Linked DNA regions of Mus musculus: all the other regions are linked to region 4. A link is a contact called in public HiCAR-type, HiChIP or PLAC-seq and promoter capture Hi-C data. All regions are on one chromosome and are shown on one strand. The core of a region is the stretch at or near the end of the contact, and the rest is flanking DNA. Distances in the headings are between cores, read along the strand shown.

What was found. Promoter capture Hi-C pulls out the DNA fragments that hold promoters and counts their contacts. HiCAR-type assays count read pairs that join an accessible place to other places. HiChIP or PLAC-seq counts read pairs in DNA pulled down with a chosen protein or histone mark.
Region 1: a HiCAR-type map of astrocytes shows a contact between it and region 4, with 4 times the contacts expected there. The contact joins the promoter of Zfp108 here to the promoter of Hnrnpul1 in region 4. A contact is called at or near these places in 1 of 39 promoter capture datasets (hippocampal neurons) and 1 of 115 datasets of contacts at active chromatin or transcription factors (astrocytes).
Region 2: a promoter capture Hi-C map of hematopoietic stem and progenitor cells shows a contact between it and region 4. The contact joins the promoter of Cadm4 here to the promoter of Hnrnpul1 in region 4. A contact is called at or near these places in 4 of 39 promoter capture datasets (cranial neural crest, hematopoietic stem and progenitor cells, hippocampal neurons and 1 more), 1 of 115 datasets of contacts at active chromatin or transcription factors (large pre-B cells) and 1 of 9 other capture datasets (pancreatic islet).
Region 3: a promoter capture Hi-C map of pre-B cells shows a contact between it and region 4. The contact joins the promoter of Phldb3 here to the promoter of Hnrnpul1 in region 4. A contact is called at or near these places in 1 of 39 promoter capture datasets (pre-B cells) and 1 of 115 datasets of contacts at active chromatin or transcription factors (pancreatic cancer cells).
Region 5: an H3K27ac HiChIP or PLAC-seq map of microglia shows a contact between it and region 4, with 9 times the contacts expected there. The contact joins the promoter of Smg9 here to the promoter of Hnrnpul1 in region 4. A contact is called at or near these places in 2 of 39 promoter capture datasets (erythroid cells and hippocampal neurons) and 5 of 115 datasets of contacts at active chromatin or transcription factors (Th17 cells, astrocytes, embryonic stem cells and 2 more).
Region 6: a contact with region 4 is called in an H3K27ac HiChIP or PLAC-seq map of bone marrow-derived dendritic cells, with 13 times the contacts expected there. The contact joins the promoter of Coq8b here to the promoter of Hnrnpul1 in region 4. A contact is called at or near these places in 8 of 39 promoter capture datasets (cranial neural crest, embryonic stem cells, frontonasal cranial neural crest and 5 more), 1 of 15 datasets of contacts at CTCF or cohesin (large pre-B cells), 1 of 484 Hi-C or Micro-C datasets (CD4 T cells), 17 of 115 datasets of contacts at active chromatin or transcription factors (the 230-238 cell line, bone marrow-derived dendritic cells, embryonic forebrain and 10 more) and 2 of 9 other capture datasets (embryonic stem cells and liver).

What each region holds. Positions count from the first base shown.
Region 1 is chr7:24,253,278-24,258,104 of GRCm38.p6, forward strand. Zfp108 (zinc finger protein 108) reads left to right here and starts at 1,517. Exons shown (of 4, transcript NM_018791.2): 1 at 1,517-1,645; 2 at 2,556-2,613. The coding sequence starts at 2,599.
Region 2 is chr7:24,478,896-24,483,323 of GRCm38.p6, forward strand. Cadm4 (cell adhesion molecule 4) reads left to right here and starts at 3,128. Exons shown (of 9, transcript NM_153112.3): 1 at 3,128-3,267. The coding sequence starts at 3,204.
Region 3 is chr7:24,608,193-24,613,116 of GRCm38.p6, forward strand. It overlaps Phldb3 (pleckstrin homology like domain, family B, member 3), which reads left to right and starts at 3,136. Exons shown (of 15, transcript NM_001102613.1): 1 at 3,136-3,386; 2 at 4,305-4,487; 3 at 4,684-4,821. The coding sequence starts at 3,153. It overlaps Ethe1 (ethylmalonic encephalopathy 1), which reads left to right. Exons shown (of 7, transcript NM_001364014.1): 6 at 160-276; 7 at 531-733. The coding sequence ends at 583.
Region 4 is chr7:25,752,847-25,757,273 of GRCm38.p6, forward strand. It overlaps Hnrnpul1 (heterogeneous nuclear ribonucleoprotein U-like 1), which reads right to left and starts at 1,913. Exons shown (of 15, transcript NM_144922.3): 1 at 1,495-1,913. The coding sequence starts at 1,789. It overlaps Axl (AXL receptor tyrosine kinase), which reads right to left. Exons shown (of 20, transcript NM_009465.4): 20 at 3,654-4,427.
Region 5 is chr7:24,398,308-24,403,134 of GRCm38.p6, forward strand. Smg9 (smg-9 homolog, nonsense mediated mRNA decay factor (C. elegans)) reads left to right here and starts at 1,321. Exons shown (of 14, transcript NM_028047.2): 1 at 1,321-1,584.
Region 6 is chr7:27,230,778-27,235,730 of GRCm38.p6, forward strand. Coq8b (coenzyme Q8B) reads left to right here and starts at 2,236. Exons shown (of 15, transcript NM_133770.2): 1 at 2,236-2,396; 2 at 2,688-2,795; 3 at 2,925-3,044; 4 at 3,164-3,230. The coding sequence starts at 2,691.

The DNA of each region.
Region 1 (4,827 bases), core at 267-2,766, 1.5 Mb before region 4:
AGAGGCAATTCTGAATGTCACTGAATAGGCAACATTCTTACTGAATTCAAAGCCCTTGGTCGGCTCAAGGACTGCCTAGGATTGATGAGGAATCTAACTTAGCTAAATATCAAAAATGAATCCTTAGAAGCACTTATAATAAAGTAATATTAAGGGAAAGCACACAGATCTGTTTACCAACTAAAGCATGGACATTGGAGCATTCGTTATTCAGGATGCCACAGTTCCAGGAGACTTTTTGCCTCAGGACAGTGCCCAGGTTTTTGGGGCCAGTTGCACGTGTCACTACTGGAGTAGATGTAGCACCTGCCCTGCTGATTTAAGTTCCACTTGCAACCTTCCAGGGACTTTCTATTGCCACCACTGAGAATGTGAAAATTAGGGGATAGGATGGAAGACAGACAGGGACCCCTACATTAAAATAGAACTTACCTGCAAACCAAACTGTAAGACCCACCACCCCATTATACTCAAATCCTAGGACCCTCTTCCCTCCTTATGCAGACTGGGAAGTAGAACTTGATATGTTTATAAAATGATAAATGGGGGTGGGGTGGGGTGGATACGTTCTATAGGGGTGTGGTGAGGTATGGGGGAAGCGGGTGCCTCAACAGGCCCATGCCAAGACATCCCTTCCCACTGTGGAACCAGCCACACGATGGTATAGTATAGAATAGAGTTTATTCAGGGCTTGGGGAGGGGAGTTTAGAGGGTAGTAGGGCAGAGAATGGGAGAGAGAAGTAGAGGAGAAGAGTAGAGGCTGGCCATGAGCACGTGGAGAAAGAGGGGGGAAGGTATGAGGGGACAGAGCAGGAGCAAGACGGGAAGAGCAAAAGAACAAGAGGACAAAAGAAAGAGGAGAGGGCAAGCAACCACTTTTATAGTGGATCCGCCTACCAGGCTGTTGCCAGATAATTGTGGGGAGGAGCATACCTAGGTGTTGCCAGGTAACTGTATGGTGGAGCTTAGACAGAATGTTAACCGAACTCACTAGGGCATCCAGAGCTTACCTATGCTAATCTGACTCAGGAACAGAATTTTCTATCCAGAAGTTGGCAAAACTTGAGACCCTGTTCCCCATAAGCCCCCTGGCTAAAGGGTTGAAAACTGGAGCCAGGATAGTTATGCCCTCTGGTCCTGTTACTGCACCTTCCTACAGCCAAGACAGAGACCTACCCTTTGAGATTTCTAAACCATGGGACTTAGCTGGTAGTCACTATAAAGGTCAATTTTAAATTTCTCAACGAAACAAGGCCAAATATGACTAAAGACTGTTGATTTTGTCTGGACCCACAACTTCCTTTCTAAGCGAGAGTGGTACTTTTACATTTCCCAAAAAGCAATTTCCACCGACCTCACTCTAGTTAAAATAGCTTGGAACCTTCTCGTTCTGGGAAATGTAGTCCCAGAAAAAGCTCCAGACCGATGAACTTCCGCCGAGGCATTCTGGGAATTGTAGTTCTGGAGCCATTAGCAGCTAAGTTTGCTTCAGCTCCAGAAGGCTAGGCTGCCTGGCAGTGCTTCCTTCCAGTGAGGTGAGAGCTTGGAGCATCCCGCAGGCCTTCTGTGCGCTGTGCCCCGGTGTGTCCTCTCAGGGACGAGTTTGCATTCCGGTGTGTCCTCTCAGAGACGAGTTTGCATTCCGGTGTGTCCTCTCAGAGACGAGTTTGCATTCCGGGGAAAAGCGGGGCAGCTGTGGCAGCGACCCGTCCTTTTTAACTGGGTTCTGCCTGAGGCCTCCTGCCCTGATTCCTGGACCCATCTCAGCTGCTGGTGGAACCCCGGGAGAGTCTAGCTTCCCACTGGAGCCTGGCAGAGAAGCTGTGGTGACAGATGGCCAGTGTCATAAAGCCTTAAGTGGCAACTCTTACTTTTATGTGTTTTTGTTTTGATTTGGTTTGGTTTTGCATTTATTTATTTAAGAGGGGAGGGTTGTGTCACAGCTTATGTATGGAGGTCAGAAGACAACTTGTGAGAGTCAGGTCTTTCCTTGCACCGTGTGGTGTTCAGGGACTCGAACTCGCCCCATCAGGCTCAGCTGAAGTCACTTCTACCCACTAAGCCATCTTGCAGGGCTTAGATTTCTATTGGTCATTATCTTCGTGCATGTGGAAAAAGAGACTCTGGAGGCTCTGGCAGGTCAATAATGTTTGCTAATTATGAAGCCTTTTAGAGCAGGATACAGAGAGGTTTAACTTCACTCCCATGTATGGAAACAATAACATGTAAGATAGCTGTCACAATTGACAGACCCTTCTGAGGCTGGTGGTCAGTCATGACACAGCATGCATCAGACTTCTGGGGCTGCTTAAACATTTGTGTTTTCTGGGAAACCCATCACCACAGGCAGCCTTGTGAAGGTAAGAGTGCCCAGCACCCCTGAAGCTTCCAGAAATAGAGAATGTGGTGAGTGAGTCTGGTAACCCGGAGGCTTAGTAGGAAGTAGGCAGAAAAGCCTGGTCAGCGCGCACAGCCCTTGGGGCTGATGGAGAAGCTGAGGAAGCCACGTGGACCAACTGTCCTAGCAGTGTTCTCACGAAGCCTCTCTTCCCCAGCTTGCTTCCCAGAGCCCTGCCTTGTCTCAAAGAGAAGAGAACAATGACCAAGTTACAGGTAAGTCGGGTTGCTTCCCCCATCCCCACAGTGGTAGGGATTGAAAACAGGACTCCTGCATGGCGGGCAAGTGCTCTACACAGAGCCTCTCTGAACTGCATGAAGGAAGAGGGGAAGTTGCTGAGAAGAAAGGTCTGGAAGGAGGAGGGATAAGAGAGGACAGTGGGACATGTGCTCAAAGTGCACTGCACATGGGAAAGTGTACAAGGATGAGTAAAAAGAATTTGAAAAAGTGGGCTGCAGAGATGGCTCAGTAGTTAAGAGCACTGGCTCAGTTTGGTTCCCAGCACTCACACCTGATAGCTTACAACTGCCCGTAACTCCAATTATATGTAATTAGAGGATGTCCAACGCCCTCTTCTGGCCTAATTTTATTTTACAATTAAGTATGAGTTCTTCATACTCGTGTTTATGATTTTTTTCATTTAATAATTTTTCATTAGTATTGGGTTTGTGCTTTGTGAGCATGTCAAGACATGATGTAGACTTCAGAGGACAGCTTTCAGGAGTCTCTCTTCTTCAATCTTGTTGAAGTAGCATCTCTTGGTTTGGGGACTCTGGGACAGGCTGCTCTGTCCTGGTGCTCAGTGGCAGCCATCCTAGCCTAATTGGCAAGTTCTAGGACACTGGAGGACCCTGTCCTAAAAACAAACAAACTACCCTAGACAGCACCTGAGGAAGGACACCAGAAGTTGGATTGTAGCCTATTCATGCGTGCACACATACATGCACACAGAAAAGTGTTCATTCATATTTCCTGCACGGGGCGTCCTGTGCATTCATTTCCTGAACAACCAGGGAGCGTCTGGCTGCCACCAACTGCACGGCTTCTGTGGTTGATCCAATTCAGATGATGAAGGAATGAAGGAAGGACAGACTCACAGACACGTGTACAGACAAGCTGGGATCGAATGAGCCGTGTGCTCTGATAGAGACTCCCCAGCAGCCTAGAAAGACAGTGCATGTATTATACAACGCTGAGCACCCAGGGGCATGATTCAGGAACCTGAAACACTAATGCAAAAGGGAGTGCTTCCCATGGTGGTACCCAGCTCCCCAGCTCCCCAGGGCCATCAGTTCCAGGGAGTAAATGCTTGTTTTTCAACAATAGTGGCTATATTCTCTGTTAATTTGTAGGCAGTAAGTATCCCTGATTCTCTGTATTCTGGCCTAAACTGGACACTTTAAAAATCTTGGGTACTTTAGCAAGTGATTAAAAATAGCAGCTTGTCTGAAACTTTCACTTACTGAATTAAATTTTGTTCTATATTTATTGTGTCAATGTGGACGGTTCATTTTAAATTCATCCCTTCAGGGATACTGTGATGGAGGTACTGTTACACAGATGGGGAAACTGAGGCACGGAGAAGTTAGCCTAAGCTCCTCAGGCCAGAGCCTTGAAGTGTGAACCAGGGTTCATAAGGCTTGCAGAGCCTGTGCTCTCACCCCTGACCCTAAATGAGACTACTGTTGACAGGAGTGTGTTCCTGAGCACACAGAATGAGCTGGTTGTCTGTTCTAGAAGGTTCCTGAAGGCCTGTGTCTTAGTCAGGGTTTTTTATTTCTTTCTTTTCCTCCACCCTTGAGGCAGACTTTCCCAGTGTAGCCCTATCTATGTTGGCATTCACTCTGTAGACTAGGCTGGCCTTGAACTCAGAGATTATCATGCCTCTGCCTTAAGAGTGCTGGGATTAAAGCCATGTGCTACCACTGCCTGTCTTAGTTAGGGTTTCTATTGATGCAACAAAAAGCCATGACCAGGAAGCAAGTTGGGGAGGAAGGAGATTATTATTAGGCTCACACTTCCGTATTGTTGTTCATCATTGAAGGAAGTCAGGACAAGAACTCAGAGAAGGAACCTAGAGGCAGGAGCTGATGCAGAAGCCATGCACGTGTGCTACTTGCTGCCTTGCTCCCCATGGCTTCCTCAGCCTGCTTTCTTATAGAACCCATGATCACCAACTCGAGGATGGCACCATCCACAATGGGCTGGGCCCTCCCTCATTAATCAAAATTAAGAAAATGCCTTAAAGCTGGTCCTAATGGAGGTATCTTCTTTTGGTTGGTTGGTTGGTTTGTTTGTTTGTTTGTTTGTTTGTTTAGATATGGTTTCTCTGTGTAGCCTGACTGTTCTGTAACACTCTGTAGACCAGGCTGGCCTAGAAGCCACAGAGATCCACCCACCTCTGCCTCCCAAGTCCTGAGATTAAAGGT
Region 2 (4,428 bases), core at 1,878-4,377, 1.3 Mb before region 4:
GTTTCTGTGTCGCTTGCACCAAAAATCCTACGAAGAGAGGGCCTTGAAGGAATGGGACCCCTATCTACTAGTGACCTGCCCTCCCTCGGCAGATGCAGAGAGGACAGATGAGAACCAGTCTCTCCCAAGGTGCCCAAAGCTGGGAAAGAAGACATGAGAGACAGATGGATGGAGGCCCACCTGCTTGCCTAAGTAAAAGGTCATCAGGAGTAACTATGAGTCACTCCCCTGTAGTGGTGTGGGTCTAGCTTGGATGCATGCCAACAAGTTCTGTGTTGAAAGTGCATCCTGTGCTAAGGAGATAGATCAGTCAGTGAAGTGCTCAGTGTGCGAGCATGAGGACCTGTGTTCGATTCCCAGAACCTATGGGAAATGTAGTCAAGACATGGCGGCATGTGCTGGAAACCCCAGGATCTGGGAGACACAGACAGGGGGAACCCTGGGGCTTGTTGGCCAGGCAGTCAAGTCAGTCGGTGAGTATCAGGTAAGTGAAAGAACTTGTCTCAAAGGGGGAAAACAGGAGACACTGTTAGGAAAAGTATTGGCTCAGGACACTCCAAGATCAAGTTCTCAGCACAAAGGAGGTTTATTTGCCCCAGAGGGACAGAGGGCAGGGAATCAGGAGACAACAAAGACAGGAGATGGGGGGTGATGGAGAAGGGGAAGGGAACAAGGCAGAGAGAGGAGGGGTGTTTCTCCCAGAGTGGGACAAAGGACTGCCTCTGTATAGAGAGGAGACAGGCATGGCCCATAGGCAAACAGTAGTCTTTAAGGGGGAAACCCGTGTTAGGATGAGGTGTTTAATTTTAATTGGTCATGTTAATTAGGTGAGCCAAGGGGGGCTTTTGATTGCTGGACCCTGGTGGTCTCAGAAGGAGGAAGGATCCAAATGAGGAAACAGACCCTGGGGGCTGGGCATGGGAGGGAAGGGCAAGACCTCAGAGCCATGCTGGCCATGCATGAGCTGGCCAGGGTCCCTTCAGACACACCTGAAGAGAAGTGACACCTAAGGTGATCCTCCAGCTGGCACATGCAGGTGCACACACACAGAAATACACATTCACACAGAAACGCATACATACACACACAGGCACACACACACACATTCGCACCTTAGCCTACAGATATACACACCTAGAAAGACACAAACACACACATCCACAAAGAAACACACAGACATGCACACACACAGAAAGACACAAACACAGAAAGATACACACACACACACACACACACACACACACACACACACACGAACATTAATCCCTTTGTAAGCCACTAAAAGGATGGACACTTAATCCAACTACGATGCTTAGATGCTCAGAGGTGGGGCCTCTGGGGCTGCATCAGTGAAGTCATCCGGGTGGATCCCTCATGATTGAACACTGGCAGCTGGGTGAGCAGAGACCAGGAGACACACGTGTGCTTTCTGTCTCCCGCCACGTGACACCCTGAGGACTCTCAACAAAAAGGCCCTCGGCAGATGCAGTTCCCGAGAGCTTGCCAAAGTAAAGCTTCCTTCAGAACTCATCCAATCTCTGTCACCAAGTTACTGGCAACAAAAAACCGGTTAATAGACCCTGAACAAGTATTCCCGAAACAGTCTCTCACCTCGCTCGCATCACAGAGATGAGCGGCTTTGTACTCCGTCCCCTAATCTACGTGGTGAGCCGAGAATTGGGAAGAAATGCAGCTGCTCACAGCTGTGGGTGGATATGGAGCTACGGTAGAGAACAGAGAGGCTGCTGGGAGCCTTGGTCCTTGAAACAAGATGCTAGGAGTTTTGGTCCTGACATAAGAGTTGATGAATTTGGGACTAAAGACAGAGAGGATGCTGGGAGCTAGGCACTGGACAGGAAGTGTGTCATGTGATGATGACCCTTGGTTGACCTGGATATACAACAGTTTAGAAGTGATGGAGAGAAAATAAAAAGCCGAGCTTTTCAGAATGGGCATATGTTGACCCAGTTTACCTGCTGTCCCTGAGTCCTGTGAGAGGCAGAGGCCACCAGCACCTCACTTTCTTCCTCTTCTTGGTCCTATGAGTCATAAGCCTGCTCCAGGCCTTCAGGTGGCCACAGGGGTGGGTTCAGGGGAACCCACACCCAAGAAGAAAAAAGAGAGCAAAGTTTGGAGGGATGAGTCAGCCCCCCAGGATGAGGAACAGAACCTGAAAGGCAGAGTCACACAGACAGACTTGACTGGACAGTGTGGGAAAGAGTACAGCGTCTGGATGCCATACCTGGAAGATTGCCCCAGGCAGGGGCTTCGCTCTCCCCAGGGCCTAGGGTTAAGACTTCCTTCCAGTCTGGTTAGCTTTCTGGAGGCCCCTCCCAGGGAAAGAAGACTGAAACTTGGCGAGTCATGGTCAGGACTAGAGGGAGGGAGCGGACACTATTCTATGCCCTGCCCAAAGAAGTCCATACCTGCTCAGCCACCCGCTGCTGCCCAGCCTCTCAGTCTTTCCCTGCCCACATTCACTGTGGCATCATCACACTCCTCTCCCCCAAAGCTCACACTCACAGCACACGCCAGCACCCCGCACCTTCGCGCGCTTCCGAGCATCGCCCTCTCGCGCATCTCCCAAGCATCTCCCACGCACCCCCTATGGGTTTCCCAAGCAGCTTCTGCACAACCCCCGTGCATCTTCCCCGCATCTCCCGTGTGTCTTCTATACATTCCCCCGTGCATCTCCCGCGCCTCTCCCACGCATCTCTCGTGCATCTTCCGCGCACACTCCGGTGCATCTCCTGCGCATCTTCCCCGTGTCTCCCGTGCAGCGTCCTCTAGGGAGCTCCGCTAGTCCAGGCTACGCCTGCGCGCACACGCACGCACACCTTTGCACCTTCACACGACCCTCACGACCTTCCGCTCTCCCAAGTCCTCCCCCACTGGCTCCCACGACGCCGTCACGCTCACGCCCTGCCCTCGCGCCCGGGTCCGCATGCTGTCCTGCTCTCCCACCCCCGTGCGCGCCCTTCCGCGCTCCCGTCCTCCCTCTCCCCGCATTGTCTGGGCCCCTCTGTCCCCGTCCGGTCCCCGCCCCTTAGCTGACGCCACGCCCACCAAGGCGCGCAGTGGGCGGAGCAGAGGGCGGGACTGGACTCGGGGGCGGGGTCGACGGCGCGGGAGGTGCAGGTGCCGGGCCGGGAGCGAGCGGCGGCGGCGGTGGCGGCGGCGGTGGCGGCGGCGGCGGCGGCACCATGGGCCGGGCCCGGCGCTTCCAGTGGCCGCTGCTGCTGCTGTGGGCGGCCGCGGCGGGGCCAGGTAGGGTGACGGAGGTGGGGGCCGGGTCGGTGGGCTGGATCGGGGTGACGAGGGAGGTGTGCGTATTGCGGTCGGGTTGGGGAGGGGGTCTCGTCGCTGTGACAGCTGGGTCGCCTGGGGGCCTGCAGAGGCCGGAACAATGCGCTGCGTGGGGGGGGGGGGCTGCGGGAGACCCTCGTCCCCGGGACAAAGCGCAGCGCGGGCCAGGAGCCCAGAGCCGCGGGCAGGGGAGGGGGGACGCGGGCCCCGGCCGCCGTGCCGCAGCCCCCCCACCCCGCACAGGCCCCGATCCCGCGGGGACAAAGGGCCCGAGACCCTCCCTCCCCCTATGTCCCCAAGCCCTCCTTCTCCAGGCCGGTCCCACTGTCCTTCGGTCCTAGTCTTTAGATCTCTCTCTCTCTCTCTCTCTCTCTCTCTCTCTCTCATTTTCCCCCAGCCCTTGTCCTCTGTCCCTCAGTCTTCAAGTCCTGTCCTTCCTTCCCTCTGTCCTCCTTTCTCCTTGTTTCCCCCTTCCCGTTTCTCCACGCCGCCTTTGTCCCCCACCTCTGTCCCTTTTTCCTGGGTCACTCTGCCTGCCCCCCATCCTCTATTCACTCTGCCGCCTCCTGTGCTGCTGTCGTCCCTCTATGTCCCCATTCACCATCTCTCTCCCCGTCTCCTTGACATCCTGTATCTCTTCCCTTCTCTGTCCCCTATCATTCTCCCATTTCTCTAGCAGCCTCTGTTGCCTAGCTGCCTCCTTTCTCCTCTCTACCCCACTGTCTCCCTCTCCCCCAAATCTGCTTCCTCTCTCCATGCATCCTCCATCCTCCTTTTCCCATCTCTGTATCCCTCCTCGCTCCTGGAGAAGAGTGGTGTCAGGCAGGGCAGTGACAGTATAGATGTGTGAAGTGGCATATAGGGAACATTGGCATGTGAGCACACACGTGGATTCCACAAATGTCTCCCCCAAACCCTCCCACCCGTTCACACATCCAAGCCACACTTCACAGAAGAGCCCCCTCCAGGACATCCACATGTCTTTCTCACTCACTATGGGAATCTGGAGGACCCCCCAGCCCCCACCCAAGACACGGTGACCCTGAGGCTGGGGACAAGGTCAGGAAATGTCACCTGAATGCTCACACTTAGAACCCTGTGTTTCTTATATCCACCATGGGA
Region 3 (4,924 bases), core at 1,886-4,385, 1.1 Mb before region 4:
ACATTTCCCATAGTGCCCAAAGAGAGAGGAGGGACACCTTCTCTGGACCATTCAGGGAAGGGCCAGTTCTAGTCTAGGGAGACAACCCCCAAAGCCTCCTGGGAAATGTAGTTCTTGCGGGCCCCTAGTTACTTTCCTTCCCCTCCCCTTTGTGGACAGGGCTCACAGTTTCTACTGTGGAGGAGGAACGGACTCTGAACCCACGGCTTACCCTCAGCTGTGAGGAATTTATCAAGGTCATGGACAACCTGAACTTGCCCAAGCCACAGCAGATAGGTGAGTTACCCAGGGACGGGACCCTGGGGTCTGAGGAAAAAGTCAATGGGGTAAGAATCTGTGAACCTGAGAGAGGAAGGGCCTGAGCCCCTTGATTTGAAAGGAGGCCTGGGTGCTGGAGCCCTGGGTCTGAGGGACGAGGACTTAGGGCTAGAACTATCGTCCCTTCTAAGAGCCCCCAAGCATTTCTGGGTGTTGGTGGGACATGAGGCATCCCTGCGTACTTAAAATCATTTGAGGTTTCCTCTTTTCAGACATTGCTGTTCCTGCAAATATGCGCTGTGGGGTCCAGACTCCACCCTCCTGATTCGTCCCAGCCAGCTGCTCACATCCGTTATGAATGCACTAGGAGGGGTGAGGGGAGGGGTGTCACCCCAGGGCCTCTCTCTTCTCCTACCTCTACTCTCACCAGCTACTTGAGCTTCTTAAATAAAGTTTACTTCGTTTTTGCCACGAATCTGAGTTCTGCTTGCTTTCTTGGGGAAGGAATTATGTTTCCAGATGGATGCCGAGACTCAGCCCTGGTTTCTCAAAAAGCCAGGGGTAGACGTTGGTAGAACGTTCGCTCACCTAGCATGTATAAAGCCCGTGTTGTGTTCCTTTCTCTGTACTGCATAAAGCAGGCAGGGAGGTGCAGACCTGTCATCCCTGCCCTTGCCGGCTGGAGGTTCAGAAGGTCAAGGTTATTCTCAACTGCACAGTGAGTTGGAGGCTGCCCTGGGCTATGTAAGACCCTGAATGATAGATGATAGATAGATAGATAGATAGATAGATAGATAGATAGATAGATAGATAGATAGATAGAAAGGAAGGGGGCTGGAGAGATGTCTCAGTGGTTAAGAGCACTGGCTGCTCCTGCAGAGGACCTGGGTTCAGTTCCCAGCACCCACATGGCAGCTCACAACCATCTGTAACTCCAGTTCCAGGGGATCTGGCCTCTGTAGGTACCGGGCATGCACAGACATACATTTAGTCTAGACAGACATTCACGTAAAAGGGAAGGAGGAGACAGAGCTAGCAGTGGTCAGGACCATGGGGGAAGGAAGGAAGGTCTAAGGGAGCTGGGGGTGGGGGGACTGGAAGCAGATAGCAGGTTGCTCACATCGATGTAGGGGAGGTATTCTCACAGACTTGCACCGCAGCACATAATTCTGTGTGAGCCCCTCCCCTGGGAGTCCCAGGCCAAATGAGCCCCTCTCCATCCCTTAGCTTTCTGATCTGTGTAATGGAAACAATAACGGGATATTTCACTGAACTGATAAATCCCGATGTCTGACTTCTTGCACCCTGCTTGCATGACCAGCTCCCCTGCCCCTGTCGCTGCTATTGTCCCTCCTGTATTGCCAAATAGTTATGAGTACAGATCTCGAGAGACAAAGCAGGTAGTAACAGATGTGGGCTGAGAAGGCCGAGAGTGTAAAGCTCTTGCTAACAAGATGATTTGAGTTCCATGCCTGAATCCCACGTTGGAAGGCACCACTTCCCAAAGATGTCCTATGAGCTCTTTACATGTTGGGTGCCACTTACATACCTGCACTATCTTTCACATACACAAGTAATAATAATTTTAAAAAAGTCATTTAGAATGCTTGTAGATCCTAGGTGTATTTGTTTCCTTCAGCCTCGGTCCCCACAACTGTACAATGGAGACGGTCGATCTCTTTTTTTCTATGGGCTGTGGTGTGGTATGACACTGAGGTGTGTCAAATGTTTTGCACAGCTCTTGATGTCTAACAGTCGGGTTTTGCATACCAGATATTTTCCTGTTTCTGCCCAGAGAGGAAAGGGTCTGGCTGTGACCTTTAACCTCTGTGCCCCACCCCATAGTAAACTGTGTGCGCGTGGGGCACACTCTGTCTCTGGGCAGATCGCTGACTCAGCCCGGGATACCCCCTCCCCTTGTCCGGCTCCCTAAACCGGTCAGGGCCCTTCCAAAGGGCTTATTAGAGGGGAGAGGCCCCCATCTTCATTCCTATCTTCCTTTGAGGATTTCCTAGGCTTCGGCCTTAGGGAGGCTGCTGTATGCAGGTGGCTAAGAAGCCCGGCCCTCCAGGGGCACCGGAGGCTGAGTGGGAGGTCTGGGCGCTGGGCTCTCTCTGGGTGGGGCTGGAGGGGCCGGGATGGCTGGGTGCCTGGGCTGCGGGCGGGGCAGGCTGCTGGCTCCCTCCTCCCAGGAGAGCTGTCGGACCTGTTGTCCCCCCCTCCACTTCCGGGCTGCTGGGGAGGGGGACGGGGCGGCCTCTCTCTCCTCCCTCCTTCCAGCCACCTGTTTAGCCGCAGGAGCGGCAGTGCCCAGTGCAGAGCCAGAAAGAAGGTTGACGACCTACGAGGACCTCCTCCCGGGAAGGAACGGAGGCGTTGGGGCCCCAGGCATATCCGGAGAGGTAGACATTGCCAGCCCCGAGTTCTGGATCTTGGGGTGAGGAGCCTCGGACGCTGATTCCTTACAGGTGGTTCGGGACCCAACTGTGGAGCTCCAAGGAGGAGAGCCGGGCTAGTCCCGAGAGGGTAGAGGAGATGGAATCTCTTGGAGGCAATCCGGGAAACTGGAGAGGGCTGCAGAAGGGGCTCAGGGATGACACATGGAGCAAAGGGAAGGCTCAGCGTGCGACGCCCCAGCACGGGGAGCGTTAGGACCCCGGACTCAAATTCTCTTCCCACCTCTAGGTGTGTGTGTCACCTTCGGAGCCGACAGCCTCTCCCCAGTCGCGAGCGGGTCCCCAGGAAATCTACGCCCGCGGAATGTTCAGAGCTGGTCTCTGAACCTTTAGGTTCCGCCCTCTGGGCAAGCTCAACGCGCTCTAGACCACGCCCACAAACATCAGACCACGCCTCTGAAACTGACCACGCCCACACCACAGGAATCCGAAGCGGCCATGGGGACACCCAGCACCCTAGAGGAGGGCTCCTCGTCTCCAAAGGTTTCGGAATGCGCCGTCGAGGTCCAGCCTCAAGGGGCTGTGCAGCCTCAGGGGCACCCCGAGGATCCCAAAGAGCACAAGGAGCCCGAAGTCCCAGCGGAGCTTCCAAGTTGCCCCGGAGCTGGGCGGCAGGCCGAGGAAGAGGAAGAAGTGGAAGAAGGTAGCAGCACCGAGAGCTGCCGCGAAGAGGTGAGGGATCATCCCCCCGGGGGGGCTGTCCAGACGGACAGACAGACACCCAAGACGACACAGAAGAACATAAAGAGAGAGACTAGACAGAGACCCAGAGTCAAGGAGAGTACCCATAGACAGGCAGAAACACCCTGTTAGACAAAGTTGGATTTGAAGCCAGAGAGACTCGGGTAGAAACATAGAAACTAGATACGACAGAGACACAGGGAGTGAGACATAGACCTAAAAGAGAGACACAGGGAAGACACACAGACCCAGAAGAGAAACAAAAAGAAATGCCAACATAGAAGAGTCTAAGTCAGAGAGAGGGACGGGGGTGGGGGTGGGGGGAAGAAGAGCGATCCAGGGACTCTGAGAAAGAGATCCCAAGAGGTTGAGACTCAGGGACAGATGAGCTCATCGTGTACAAAGACACTTGCTGTCAAATCTGACGACCTGGGTTCGATCCCCAGAACCCTCATTGATGTAAGGCAAGAATCTTCTGATTTCCACTAGCATTCAGGTACAAAAAAGAAAGAAGGAAAGGAAGGAAGGAAGGAAGAAAAAAAAAGAAAGAATAGAGGAAGAAATGGAGGAAGAAAAAAGAAAAGGAGAGAGAAGGGAGAAAGGAAAAAGGAAAAGAAGAAAAGGAAAGGAGGGAAGAAATGAGGAAGAAAGAAAAAAGAAAGGAAGGAAGGAAGGAAGGAAAGAAAAGGAAGCAAGCTCTGCTAGTTCAGCTTCAGAGCATAGTGGCTTTGTATGATGGGTTCAGAACCTGCCGGCTTCCCCGCTTCACGGTCTTCCATTCGGACCCGAAAGGAAGTAGTTGAACTTGGCAGCTCATGACCCCCAGAGGCACTACTGGGGTGGGACCAGACCTGTTTGGTGACTTGAGGGGGGCGAGACTTGTTCTCATCACACCCTCTCTAATTTCAGCCCGAGGCTACGCCTGCCGCGCAGATTCCAGCCACACCTTCCCCATGCCTCCCTTCTGGGGAAGAGCTGCGGGGGGCAGCGCGGCGGCTGCGAGGACAGCAGCTGGAGGCACTGACTCGCGTGGCTCTGATGGAGCAGCGGGTGAAGGAGTTACAGCGCCAGAAGAAGGAACTGAGGATCGAGGTGAGGATGGGGAGATCTTGGGAAATCAACCCGTGAGGGAACCTGCGAGCCAAGACACCGAGTCCATTCTAAACTTTAGGATCCTTTTTGATAAGCAGCAGGTGTTCAAGGCCCGAGGCCTTTTCCAGACTTCCCATCTCCCAGCCCCTTCCTCCACTGGCTGCTGCACCCAAATTCTCGCCTTGTTTTTTCGCAGATGGAGGTGGAGGTGGCCCTGCTCCGGGGTGAGCTGGCCGGGGAACGAGTGGCCGCTCGCCGGGAGGAGGAGCAGCTGCGGGAGCTGCTGGGCCAGCGGGTGGAGACCCAGCCGAGCAGCCAAGAACAGCGGGAGCAGGTTGGTGTGACCAGCGACTCCATCCTCATGTTCCTTTCTTCCGGGCTGGAACACCCTCTGGTCGGACCTAATAGTTGTCCTTGTTCTTCAAAGAGATTGGGTT
Region 4 (4,427 bases), core at 663-3,162:
CCTAACACTCTACATCTAGGGTGGCCCCTCTACAGGATCCAACTTCTTATGAACAATTGAGTAGCAATGCCAATCCCAAGACTCTTTTGAGGACTCATTTTTTCTCTCTTTTTACTGTTTAGTCCCAAACTCCACAGTGCCTTCTCAGAAAAACACTCTAAGTCTTGGACACCACTGTGTCTGGTTCCAAATTCCCTCTCATACCAGGGTCTCCTTTACTCAAAGGACTGCTCTTTGATGCCAATCCTAACTAGAGACACTTTGGGCAGATCAAGTTCCCCCATATTCCCTGAGCACCCCATCTCCCTGAGCATACAAGTAACTATTTCTGGGGACTCAGGAGCCCTCTCTTGGAAAGGAATACTCCCTCTGCTTCATCATGAGGCCCCCAGCCAAAGCAACAGGTTTTCTTTCTTTTTCATACCCTCCACACTTCCCTCCCCCACACCTGCTAGACTAGCCACATGATCCCTGGCACACACAAGGGTCCCACCAGAGTTACCAACTCATTCCCCACAACTCCTGTTTCAAAAACTACCCATAGTTAAGAATGCAAGGCCACTCAGCAGAAACCACAGAGTACTAACCTGAGTCCTTCCAATTCTAGGCCCTCTAGTTTCTTTGTCCATGAGAAGATTCTGTCCTTTCTTGTCACCATTTAGATCCCAAATCTCCTCTGGAAGCCAACTAGATAGCCTAGACCTCCCAGTACCAAACATACAAGTTGTACCTGCCCTCAAGGTTGACCCTGTAACCTCGAGGAAATGTAGGAGTTGGGGATAGGGGTTTCCAAATCTGCTGGTCTTTCATTACCTCCTAAAAGGCCACCTGGCACACACTGGAGAGTTCAGTCCATGTTTTGGGAGACTCTTCCCAGCCTTGGACACCCGTAGGTCCAAAGTGCCAGTCCACCCCCAGCACTAAGCAGATCTTATCCCATCCGTGAAGAAAATCAAAGATCTTCTACCCTTAAAATTCTCCCTGACCTGCACCCTAGGCCATTCTTCCGCTACCTGAAAATCCAGCTTTTGAGACTCAGCCCAAACGGTGGACTAGCATGGCTACCCCAAGCTGTCAGCTCACCGCTCGGCTAGAATCTCTCATTTTCCAAGACGCCGCCCCCCGACACCCCTTTCCCTAAAACGTCTAGTTCTTCCGACTTTTTCCAACTCAAAGCCACAAAACAGAACCCCAAAGCAGTTTCCAGTCTCCGAATCCCAGGATATAAAATCCTCCCCGCCCGCCCGCTAGGACCCTGGTCGCCTTAAAATAAAATCCATCCCCCTCCACACGGTTTTCCTTGCACCGAAGGCCAGGATCCGCCCTCAGGCTGCCCCGAGGCCCTGGCCGCAGATCCTTTACAACGGCAGGTGGCAGGATCCCTGGCTCCTCAGACCATCTCCTGGATCTCTGTGGAGTCGAGCTCCCGCGTCCCACAGCCCGTCCTCGGCCCGGACTCCAGGCTCCCCGGTCCCCCGCCCCGCGCACTCTCACAATGTCCGTCCGGCCCCGAGTAGCCGCCGGGCTCCGGGTGCGGCTGCAGCCCGGGCGGCGGTGGCTGCGCGGTCCCCTCCAGCTCGGAGCCCCCCTCGGTCTCGACCTCCTCGTTGTTGTGCCCAGGTAACCCCGGATCGTCGTCAGCCTCGAGCTCCCGTTCGTCTTCGGGCTCCTCGGCCTCTAGCGCCGCCAGCAGCCGCTCAGCAAGCTCGGCCTTCAGGCCGCGAGTGTCCAGGCCGCGGCGCTGCAGCTCCTCGCGAAGTTCGTTCACCTTCAGGCGACGCACATCCATGGCCCGGGCCCCCGGGGCGGCCCCCGAGCCTGGCCCGGCCTCCCAGGGCTCTGTCCCCCCTAAACCTTGCCTGTCAGGAGGCGAAGGGGGAAAAGGGGGGGCCACTCCAATGGCGGCGGCGGCTCAAGATGGCCGCCGCCGCCTCCTCCCCCTTGCCCGGACCGTACGATGTAAAACGAGTCTCAATTGGTCAGCGCATGGGGCAACGGGCGCGGGCCCGGGAACCAAGCCAATCACAGTGTGGCTTTCAAAAGAACGGTACTAGAGGGCTCAGGAGCTGCCTAAGAGGAAGCGTTAGCCTACGTTGAAGTCGCGGCCAGAGTGGAGGGCGGGAAAAGGCGAGAGGCGGAGCAAGCGCTGATTGGGTAGCGCTCGCGCGCCCGCTGCGGTACAGTCAAATGAAGGAAAGGGAGTAACGACTTGGAGCCATTAGCAGCCAGATCTCAGAACAACCGCCCAGTCTCTCCGCGCCGTGCTTCCCTCAGACTCTCTGTAAAACACATTCTAACTGGTCTTCATCTCACGCCCCCTCGCGGAGGCCAAGCGGGTAAAACCACCACAACCAATCAAATGCGGCGGGAAGAGGCCGGCCAACCCTCGTCTTTCCTGTTGCCTTTCGGGAACCGGAAGGAGATTAATTCACCGAGGCCCCGCCCCTTGCCGTTAGGGCGGTTTCAAAACAACCTGTTCGCCAATCGCAGTTACTGTTATATTTCACCACTGCCAGAGCTTGAGCGCTTTAGAAAAAGCGAACTAGATTGGCCATTCTTGAGAGGCTTGCCTCTCAAAGTTCTCCGTACAGCAGGGTATAATACGGAATGAAAATCAAGTGGATCTGTTACTCATCGTTTGTTAGAAACCCAGTTGCCTTTATGAGAAACAACAACAACAAAATTGGTCCTGGAGAGCGCTGAAGGGTTGAAAGCAGGGGCTAGGCTAACAACGGGAGAAAAGTTGTGTGGTAAATCGCACCCCTCCCTTTGATGCACAACCTCCCAGGGCGCTTTCTCTATGGTTGCTAGACAAGCCACTCTGCACGCAACCATAGAGCCTTCCCGCTCTGGGCATAGCTGCAGAAGTTCGCGGCTTTCCATCTCGAATCCATTAAACCGTTGTTGCTCAACCTCAATCTTGCTGTGTCTACTCTGACCAATTCGCACACGAGAATCCGTAATTACGACAGGTTGTGTTAATCCATACACCTGTCGCCCTTTGCTCAGAAGACAAAAACTTAGTGAAATAACACCGAGACGCACAACGCAAATGTGCACCGACATCTATAGCCTTAACTCCCAACAAAAGCCACAAACACTCTCTATTAGACACACGCAAACATCCCACAATAAATGAATAGGCGTGACAGGCCAAAAGCATCAATTCAGGATAAGACTTCAAACGGCAGTGTAGGTGTGGCACAAGCATGCAGCATCGTGCGACAAAGCTCAGCTAAGACAGTTCACGCTACAAGCTCACACCACAGCAACCTAGACACACAGCACCCACTCAGCAGCGGGACAGACACTCACGTGGGCCCGAGGTTCCAGTCCAGACACCCCGCCCCTCGCCCACGTCGGACTTCCTCTCTCCTCCCAGCTGACCACAATGATTTGTTTTTTGAAAGAAAAAAAAAAAAAAAAAACTTTGTGGCCCGGATTGAACTGTACCCAGTTCTCAGGAACCACCACCGGGGGGCGACCGGGCGCCGCATAGGGTTCTTGAAATGGTAGTAGTCACAGACTAGGAAAAAGTGAAGACTCGGATCTTTGTCCATCTGTGGTTCGAGGTGTTCTGGTCCATCTTTCCTCAACAATCTGAATGTTTGCCTATGTGAGAATCTTTTGTACTAGTCTGGGCATGTTAGTTTATTTTCTTCTTTATTAAGACAGTCTCATGTAGCCCAGGCTGGCCTGCATCTCTCTGTGAAATCAAGGTCAACCTTGAAGTCTTGATCTTTCTGCTTATACCTCTCAAGCGCCGGGATTATGTGCACCATGTTGGATTCTTGAGTGTGTGTAATGCTTGTTCTGTGTCTGTTACTAAAGGTTCTTCCTATTGCTGGTGAGTACCTGCCTGCTGATGTTTGCAGATTTACAAGTGTGGGTTTATATGTTTCTGTTACTGTGAGTGCATAACTGGGCCTTTGCATTTGTGGCTAGGTTTGCCTGAGCATGTGCACTAATTCACATGTCTGTTACTTTGGAATGTTTGTGTAAGACCCTGTCGGGGATCGCTCTCTCCCTCCATCCCTCTCTCTCTCTCTCTGTCTGGCTCGCTCTCTCTGTCTGGCTCTCTCTCTCTGTCTCTCTCTCTCTCTCTCTCTCTCTCTCTCTGACAGAGAGGGAGTATTCCTCAGGGCTTTCTGAGAGTCTGACTTTCCTTGGTTGTATATATTTGTCTATGTGCATGGTTCATGTCTACTCTCACTAATGAAAACATTCCCATGTGTCCCTCAAACTCTTCTTATTCTTTTTATTGAGGTCAGGGTCCCTCTAGGTAAGCCACGATGGCCTGCAACTAACTTTCCATCCTCTTGCCGCTCAGGTGTTGGGATTACAGGAGCCTTTCTTCTCACAGTGGGGAAACCGAATCTCTAGGGAGAGGGGACGTAGCACAGTTGAATGGACACAAGAGACAGAAT
Region 5 (4,827 bases), core at 71-2,570, 1.4 Mb before region 4:
GTGGCCCAGGCAGCAGTGTGCTTACCTAGCATGCATAACATGCATGGGGCTCTAGGTTTAATCCCGTGGAGTGTGCCTCTATCAGCACTCCAAGGAACATTTTTTTTTTTTTCAAATTTGAAAGAAAAGCCGAAGGGAAGGCAAACTTTAAGTCTTGGCAGCTAGGTGCCCATAGGAGAACAGAGAAGAGCTTGGCGGGGGCATGGAGGGAGGCGATGCTGTTTGAGTTAGGCTGACATGGAGATCAGCTCTGGGGACAAGCACGCATGTGTGCTTGTGTCTTGAAATGCAGATCAGTGGTAGAGCACATCCTACATAGCAAGGCCCTCTCTCTTTTCTCAGTACAGAAGAGAATGGGAGAGAATAACGAAAAGCCGAGGGGGTGGGGAGAGCCCAGCAGTCCTGAGGCCAAGGCAGGTGGGTTTCTTTGAGTTCTAGACCAGCCTGGTCTACACAGTAAGACCCCACCTCAAAACAAGAGAGCTGCCTTTAATCCCAGCACTTGGGAGGCAGAGGCAGGCGGATTTCTGAGTTTGAGACCAGCCTGGTCTACAGAGTGAGTTCCAGGACAGCCAGGGCTATACAGAGAAACCCTGTCTCAAAACAAACAAACAAACAAACAAACAAACAAACAAATAACCAAGAGAGCTGATTGTGGCGGCACACACAGGTAGGTTATGCTGAAGAGGCAGACACAGGAGGGTAAGTTTGAGGTCAGGCTGATGGACTCACGGTTTTTTTTCTTTAAGAAAGGAAAAGCAATAGGGGAGGTGGAACTTCTGCCTCTCAGCTGTCTTTCCATTGGGTGACTGCACCCTCTGCCCAGTGGCCTTCCAGCTGCTTCAGGCTGTGCCCCTAGTCCTTTGAATGTTTGCCCCTTCTGTAGCCCTGCGATCCGCCCACTTCTGCCGCCCACCTCGTGCCACAGGTCCAAGCCTAGACCTTTCTCTACAGATGTTCTGTCTTGGAGGAGCTGGGCTCTTCCTTAAAGTCCTTCAAGATCGCTTCTTGCAGCCAGCTGAATCAGTCTTGTGCTTGCTCAGATAAGGACGTTAATTCCTCCCTTCCGCCGTACCCTACCCCGATCGGTCTGACAACACTACAGAAGACCCGGGATTCGAACTCGAAATCTCCAGAGCTGCCCACCCAGCCAAACAGCAGGCCCGCCCAGAGAAACAATGCGCACGCGCCTTCTCAGCAGCAACATACTCCCTCGCCCCTCCGTAATCCGCATGCGTGCTGAAGCCAGCCACCTCCATTCACGCATGCTCAGTCTAACGCGCACGTTGGGTTCGCTTGCGCGCCCAGCCCGCGGCGCATGCGCCGAGCTAGCAGCGCAGGCCGTGACTCGTTGGGCTGCGTACTGTGGCTTCCTCTTCTTCCTCCTCTGGGAGCTTCCGGGACGCCAAGGCCTGTTCCGGAATAGCCGGCACCCGTTTTCTCGGCCTCTCTCATTCTCTGGCTTGTGACCTTCCGGCACCATTTACACGGCAGGTGGCTGTGGAGGACCTTCCCCGCCCACGCTGCACTCCCGTCACTCAGAGCGCGCGCTGCGACCCAGGAACTAATCAGCAGCTGCCCTAGGTAAGGGGAAGGGGGGACGCCCCGAGCCTGGGAGAGGCAGGCGCGCCGACGGGGCGGGGTTGGGGGTGGGGCGTATTCAAGCCCCGCCCCCGCCCTGCCGTTAAAAGGTCGCTGGGCGGCTGGCCAATGGGAGTAGGAACGTGAAGGTCTCGGAATTGCGGCGCCGTTAGCTGGAGGTACAAATAAATTAATAGAAACTATAGCCACTGTAAAGTGTCCCTGTAGTGCTGGTACGAGCCTTCTAACAGTATCGGGAGGAAATTTCTGGACACAGTCCCAAAGAAGCCGACATACACCTAGGGCCACCTTCCATGGAAATTGGATTTTGAGGTTCTTCATGCCTGAGTATTGGAAGGAGGCTCCATATAAGACTGCAAGTAGGGGCTGGAGAGATGGCTCAGAGGTTAAGAGCACTGACTGCTCTCCCATAGGTCCTGAGTTCAATTCTCAGCCACCACATGGTGGATCACAACCACCTGTAATGGGATCTGATGCACATTCTACTGGTGTGTATCTGAAGACAGCTACAGTGTACTCATATAAATAAATACATAAATAATATTTTTAAAAAGGGGGGCTAGAGAGATGGTTCAGCGGTTAAGAGCACTGACTGCTCTTCCAGAGATCATGAGTTCAAATCCCAGCAACCACATGGTGGCTCACAACCATCCGTAATGAGATCAGATGCCCTCTTCTGGTGTGTCTGAAGACAGCTACAGTGTACTTATATATTATAATAAATCTTAAAAAAAAAAAAAAAAAGACTGCAAGTAGACTAGGAAGCACTTAGAAAAATACGTGAATAGAACTGGACAAGGCGGCTCACACATGTAATTCCAGTAGTGTGGAGCCAGAAACAGGAGGGTCGCCATGAGTTTGAGACCAGCCTGAACTGCAGAGCAGGACCCTGTTTGAGAGGGAGAGGTGAGGAGGAGGAGGAAACAGTATTAAGTTGTGGAATGCACCATGCCTCAAGAGAAAAGGCATTAGAACAGTTAAGAATTGGGGGTCTCCTGGAAATTCTTGCAAAGCAACTTGTCAATTCTGGAAGATTCTCCAAAGAGGTGCTTCACATGTAGGTGGGAAGATAGCTCAGTGTGTGAAGTGCTTGTTTGCAAGCATGAAGACCCAGGTTTGATCCCCAGCAACCACATAAAAAGTGGAGCCTGGCGGCACGATCTTGTCATCCCAGTGCTGCGGAGGCAAGACTGGCAGATGTGCAGAGCTCCTTGCCCAGGCAAAAACAGTGTGGGGCTGTCAGGATGGTTGTATCAGGTAACGGGGCCACCACAAGGCCAAAGAATTGACTTCCATCCCTGCGGCCTACAGGATGGAAAGAGAAAATGGTCTCTCGGAAGTTGTCACCTGGCCTCCACAAATGTGATATGGCTCTGTGCCTGCTTGCACGCAGGCATGTGTATGTGTGTGTCTCACACACACAAGAAACCCAGAAGCTCCCACCCCAACATTATGCAGATTAGACTTCATTTCTGTGAGGTCAGGAATACCAGCTTAGTAGTTTATGCAGAGCTCTTCCTGGAGAACCCTAGAAACAGCATTGCAGGTCCCAGCTTGCAGGCAGATGGTGTCTCAGGTTCTGGATCGTTCCCCACAAGACCTGATGAGTAGAGTCAACTAGTGATTCCAGAGCAGTGTGCAGAGGGACACTTCACTTGCCTGAAAGGAGGGTGGGTGGTCCCAGTGAACGTCACTTCACTGTGAGGACAGGATCTCCATGGGGGCAGGGGATTAGACTCTGAAGCACTGGGGAGGTCGTCAGGATAATAGGGGAGCAGACAGTTAATTGTGGGGAGGAAGGAGTCCCAGTCTGTGGGGAGAGGGCCTTAGACGGTAAACAGTCATTTATGACCTGACTCATTCCAGCAAGCATCTGTTAGCAGGTCCTTGCCCTCCTTGGTCAGTCGAGTTTGTGGCTGTGGAGAGGTCACTCGGGCCTGAGAGGGGCTAGACAAGCCCCCACACGGCCAGCAAAAGTGCCTCGTCTGTCAGTTCCAGAGTGTGTCACGGGGGCCGGTTGATGTCATTGAGGCCTGGGGTGACGTGGGGAAGGGTTTGAGGGAACCCAGTGTGACTGCCAGACGCTGGGTTTGTAGGTCCTAGGGGGTCACACTGTCTCCACCTCTACTGCTGCTGCTCACAGAAGCCAGCCATAGCCACTCTGTCACTGTGAGGCCAGATTTCAATGAGCCCCTGTGTTTGGAAACAGGAAGATTGCAGATCTGCTCTGCAGGCCACAGTTTGCCAACCTAACCTCTGGAGCCAGAGCAGGCAGCCCCGTAGTGTCCTGTGGGCAGCTGAGCACTCAGGGGTGTCCCTAGAGCACATTCTCTTGTAAAGACCCCAAGACACTTTCCCCGGGGGCCTGGAAACCAATAACACCAGAGGTGGAGAGTGGGTTGCATAGTCCAACAGTCCAGAACATGTTGGTCCACATGTTCTGAAAGTAGGTCTACAGGAACCTAGTGGAACCAGGTAGATAAAAGGGCCCGTGGGAGTGAGCCCCAACATTGTCACCACACATGAATGGGTGATCGAGAGTCCTTCAACAGGGGGACTTGTTGCCTATGGGAAGGAGACTGTCTCGTTTCTATGTGACTGTGCTCCTGTAAGTTATACTCCTGTTGGACCACTTCAATAGTTGCAAATAGCTTTGGTCCCAAAAGAGAGACATAGATTTGTTTCTCACTGGCTTCAGAGGTAGGCAGTGTAAGGTTATCTGGGGACTACCAACACCCTGTGTCTTGTTTTACCATGATTTCCACTAAGTTGCCTTGAAAGTCGGGGTAGCTGCCTTTTAGCCAAGAGGCGGAAGAGGCAAAAGACATGTACCTGTTTCTGTAAAGGGAAGTTTCTGAATGCTTCCAAGCCACCCTTCTGTTGCCACACCATTTGGCACACCTAATTGCAAAAACAGCTTGAGAAGTGTGTTCTGGGTGCTGTGTGTTAACCTCACCAGAATGGAAGAAGTCAGCATAAACAGGAGGCCACTGGCAGCCGGCTGCCGCCACAGCCACACAGCTCCAGTTGCGGCTGTTTGTTCTCTGTGTGTATATGTGTGCGATTACATGCGCATGCATGCAGTACCCAAGGAAGCCAGAAGGGGGCAGTGGTTCCCTAGAGCCAGAGATGCTGGTGAGCATCCTGTGTGGATGCTGGAAGTAGGACTTGGGCCTTCTACAAGAGTCATGTGCACTCTCTCCAGCCTCTGGTTTGTTTGTGGGT
Region 6 (4,953 bases), core at 986-3,485, 1.5 Mb after region 4:
GAGTGCTGGGATTAAAGGCGTGCGCCACCATGCCTGGCAGGGTCTTAGATTTTTAAATAAATAAATGAAGATGATTTCATGTCTAGAGGACTTATGTTCTAGGCTCTGACACTAGATCATTACCTCAAGGTTGGTTGGTTCTTTAATTACTTATGTGTACATGTGTGCCTGTGCAGGTGCATTCAGGTGCCTTTGGCGACCAGCAGGGGGCATCAGATCTGGAGTTGAGCTTACAGGTAATTGAAGCTACCTGGACACTAGGAACTGAACTCGGATCCTTTGGAAGAAAAGCAAGCATTCTTAACTGCTGAGCCCCAACTCCAGCACCTTGGGGGTTTGTGTGTGTGTGTGTGTGTGTGTGTGTGTGTGTGTGTGTGTGTGTGTGTGTGTGTGTGATAGACTTTCCCTGTATTCTTGGCTGTCCTGGAACTCACAGAGATCCTCCTGCCTCTGTCTCCTGAGTGCTGGGATTAAAGGCCTGTGCCATCACCACCTGATACCTCTTGTTTTCTAATGCCGAGGCTCACACATGCTGTATCACTGACATATACCTGCAGCTCCATGCTTTCCTCTTATTTATTTTGAGGTAGGGTCTCAAGTAGCCCAGTCTAGCCTCAAAACCAAGGATAGCCTTAAATTCTTGCTTTCCCCGCCTCTTTCTTCCAAATGCAGGGATTATAGACATGCACCACCATGGCTGCCTTCATGATCCCAGTGTACCAGGGAGAGCTTTGAGTTCAAGTTCTACCCTTTCCTTGCCCTTGTTTATGTCATCTGCAATGAACTCAGATACATGGAGTTTGTGGTGCGAGGCCACTGTGAGCAGTGGCCCTGTGGGATTATCCACTGAGGTGATTTTTCAGCCTGTCCCTTATGGCAAGCAGCCTGCAGCTCCTGAGTCAGACCCTCACCTTTGGAAGAGGACTGGAGGTGCTTTCAATCTTGAAATTGAGTCACCCATTGGAGGGACATTGGGCACAGGCCCAAGGTTTCAGGATGAGTCATCTCTTCATAGGCTAATAAGAAGTCAGATACGGGAACCCACCTCAGACATCATACAAGTTAGAGAACATGAGGTCCAGAGAAGGAGGAGGGCTCTTCTGAGGTCACACAGTAAAGGGACAGACTTTCCCAACAAAGGGGGTGGGGCTAGACAGCGACAGTAGGGTGCCGTGAGGAACACATCTCTTCAATTGTGGGAAAGATGTCCCAGCCACCAGCTGTTTCTATTCCAGACAGCAAGAGGAGTGAGTCAATTTTCTCTCATGCCAAGGCTCCTGACTCAGCGCTGGGAATCTTGACTGAGTGTGTTCTGGGAAATGTCAGGCCTTAAGGAAGCAGGGTTCCCACTGAGGGCCATCTCCTAAGTAGGCAGAGTGGAGAGTAGACTGCAGGAGGGAACACCGGCACAGTATGCCGCCAAGGGGAGTCATGGTGAAGGCAGAGAAGAGTTCCTAAGCAAGGCAGTGGATTTATATGTGCCAGGAAGGAGGCTGGGTGCCAGGACGTGGGTGTTGGTACAAAGTGGAGAGGCTCCATGTGCAAGGGAAATGTTTGCTTGGAAGAATATGTGTTTAAAGATTTCTGGGGTTGGGGCTGGCGAGATGGCTCAGCGGGTAAGAGCACTGACTGCTCTTCCAGAGGTCCTGAGTTCAATTCCCAGCATCCACATGGTGGCTCGCAACCATCTGTAATGGGATCTGATGCCCTTTTCTGGGGTGTCTGAAGACAGCTACACTGTACTTACATATAATAAATAAATAAATCTTAAAAAAAAAAAGATTTCTAGGGTTGTGGCTCAGTGGTCAAGAATCGTCCCTGGAATGCACAAGGCCCTGGATTCGTGCATCCGTGGTGGCAGGGGTTGGGGGAGGATGTCCAAATACATAGGATAGATTTTGAGCTTGGCAGGCGGAAATGTAAGTGGATATAATGGTTCAGACCTGCAATTTCAGCAGGTGGGAAGTGGACGCAAGAAGAGAGAGACAGAGAGAGAGACAGAGAGACAGAGACAAAGAGGGACAGAGAGGGACAAAGGAGGGTAGAAGAATTCTGTCAAGAAGGACCATTGGTCAGTACAATGAGCTCACGTGCGCACCGACTAACACAGAAGACCCACAGAGCCTTAGCCTAGGTTCCACCCCTTGCCACGCCTCCTCAGCGGGGTGAGTTTTTGCAAACGTCGGCGAGCTGCTGTGCTACCATTGGCTAGCTGATCAAAGGGGGCGGGTGTGCGGACGTTCCCGGAAGCTTAAGAGGCCCAGCGGGTGCTAGACCTGGAGCCTAAACCTGGTGGACTGGGTGCTTAGCAACGGGGGAGGTGCCCCGTAACGGGGTCGTAACGGGGTGTCTAGGCAGGGGGCAGCACAGGAATTGTGAATGCTTAACAGCCCAGGGTAAGGCGATGCCTAGCAACGAAAGGGGCGCTGAGAAGTAGAGAGTTGTCCTGGCGGCTCTGTGGACGTCTAGCAACGGGAGAGAACCTTAGCAACAGCGAGGAGTTTTGTGGGGATTGGGGAGGCGCTTATGGAAAACTTGAGTTCTTAGCAACGTGGGCGGGCTGGGGGGGGGGGGGTAACTAGAAGAAACCTGGAAATAAAAGGGGAAAAGATATGGGGGTTAGGGGGGCTTTTCCAACAAGAGCGCAAAGCAGGAGGCCCAGTACTGTAATCCTTATTATTTCTTAGGCAATGTGGCTGGAGCTAGGTGCCATGCTGCGCAGGACCTGTGGACCGCTGGGCAGGGCTGTTCGTCTGCCCTGTGGGGGGGCCCTAGGACCTAGGCCCCACTGGTGGGTAAGAGGCTGAGGAGGGGGCCTCCAAGGAAAAGAGGTTGAGGGAAGGGGGGTGGGGAGTAGGTAAAATGATGTAGATGGGTCTAAAAAGGATTAGACCTTCATTCTTTTAAAATCCACTTCTCTGCAGGGGCCATGTAGGAGTTGCTTGGCCCAAAGTGTTCATCAAGACCAGCCTGGAAGAGGCCTCAGTGAAGATGACATTCGCAGGGCACGGGAGGCCCGGCTCAGGAAGGCACCCCGGCCCCAGGTATCATTGCTTCCTCTTCCCCCTCCCCCATGATAGTCTGAGGAAAGTGGCAGCAAGTCTGCAGGGCTTTTCTGCCATCTTGTCCACCTTCCCTACCTCACACCTCTCCTCTTTCTCAGCTGAGTGATCGCTCTCGTGAACGCAAGGTGCCTGCCTCCCGCATCAGTCGCTTGGCCAGCTTTGGGGGTAGGTGTGACCTCGATCAGAGAGAACATTTACAGGTGAAGCAAGGGAAAGGGTGAATCAAAGACAGGGTTAGGAGGGAGAGAGAGACAAGGAAAAACAGAACGTAGACCTTACTGTTTATTGAGAACCTGATGTGAGCAAGGTCTTGTAGGCTAGGCCTGTGTTTATTTCTTCTATTGATGGAGGAGTGGGGGCTGAGAGGTGAGGTGGCAGGACTTTAGGTTCCGCAGCAAGATTGTTCAGACATGTATGAAACAAAAAGTAATGTGTTGCAACCAACCCTCCAAAAAGGAAAGGAGGTGGCCAGGACACCCACCTGGAATTTCAGCAGTTGGGATGTAGGTAGGAGGGAACAGGATGATCAAGGGTTCAAGGTCATTCCTGGCAACATAGAGAGTTTGAGGCCGCCTGTACTACATGAGACCCTGTTTAAAGGAGAGAAAGGTAAAGAAGGGAGAGAGAAAGAGGGAAAGGGCCATTGTAATCCCTGTTCTTGAGAAGCTAACACCGAGAGATTGAAAAGCCAAGCCTGGGAGTGCATGGCTGGAGGCTCAGCTGCCTGCTCGGTTACTACTGTAGGACTGCTTGCACTCACAAATTCAAGACCAGCCTGGCATCACAGACCTTGTCTAGGGAAGAAGGAAAAAGAGAGAGAGGAAAGAAAGAAAATAGCATATAAGAAAATATAATGGGCAGTGGTGGCACACGCCTTTAATCCCAGCACTTGGGAGGCAGAGGCAGGCAGATTTCTGAGTTCGAGGCCAGCCTGGTCTACAAAGTGAGTTCCAGGACAGCCAGGGCTACACGGAGAAACCGTGTCTCGAACACCCACCCCCACTCCCCAAAATATAAATGTTGAATATGGATACATACGTGTTTTTGCTTGTTTGTTTTGTTTTGTTTTTCTAGACAGGGTTTCTCAGTATAGTCCTGGCTGTCCTGGAACTCACTTTGTGCTGGGATTAAAAATAAATAAAATACAAATAAAAAATAAATAATTTTTTTTTTTCGAGACAGGGTTTCTCTGTATAGTCTTGGCTGTCGTGGAACTCACTTTGTAGACCAGGCTGGCCTTGAACTCAGAAATCCGCCTCCCTCTGCCTCCCGGAGTGCTGGGATCAAAGGCATGCGCGCACCATGCCCGGCTCATACGTGTTTATACACATATGATTTGTTTGTTTTTGAAGCAGAGTCTTACCATGCAGCCCTAGCTGGTCTGCAGCTAGGCCGGCCTGGAACTCAGAGATCTGCCTGCCTCTGTCTCCCGAGTGCTGGGATTAAAGGCCTGCACCACTGCACACTCCTAACACTCCCCAGCACAAACATGCTTTTTGTGATGATATCTCCTGTAACCTGGCCTGGCCTCAAAGCCCCAATCCCGACTCCTCCTTCCAAGTGTTTGGATCAGTGTTCATACAGTTGGTGGTTGGTGTGGCCACTCCTGAACCAACAGTGTTAATGCGTTTCGTTCTCACCCCCCCCCCCCTGTGAAACCTGTTTGACAGGAAAGCTCACATCTTGCAGAAAGGGAAACTGAGGCTCAGAGAAGTTAAGTAAACTGCCCTATCATAATATCTGAACTATGGCAACAGATTTTTTTTTCTGTCAGCTTATAAAGGGAAAAAAAACCAAAAAACAAAACCAAAATGAGTTCATATGCAAGTGCAGGAAGTACAGCCCAGTGGTCAGCTCTGACTATATTTTACACATGACAGTTCATGTT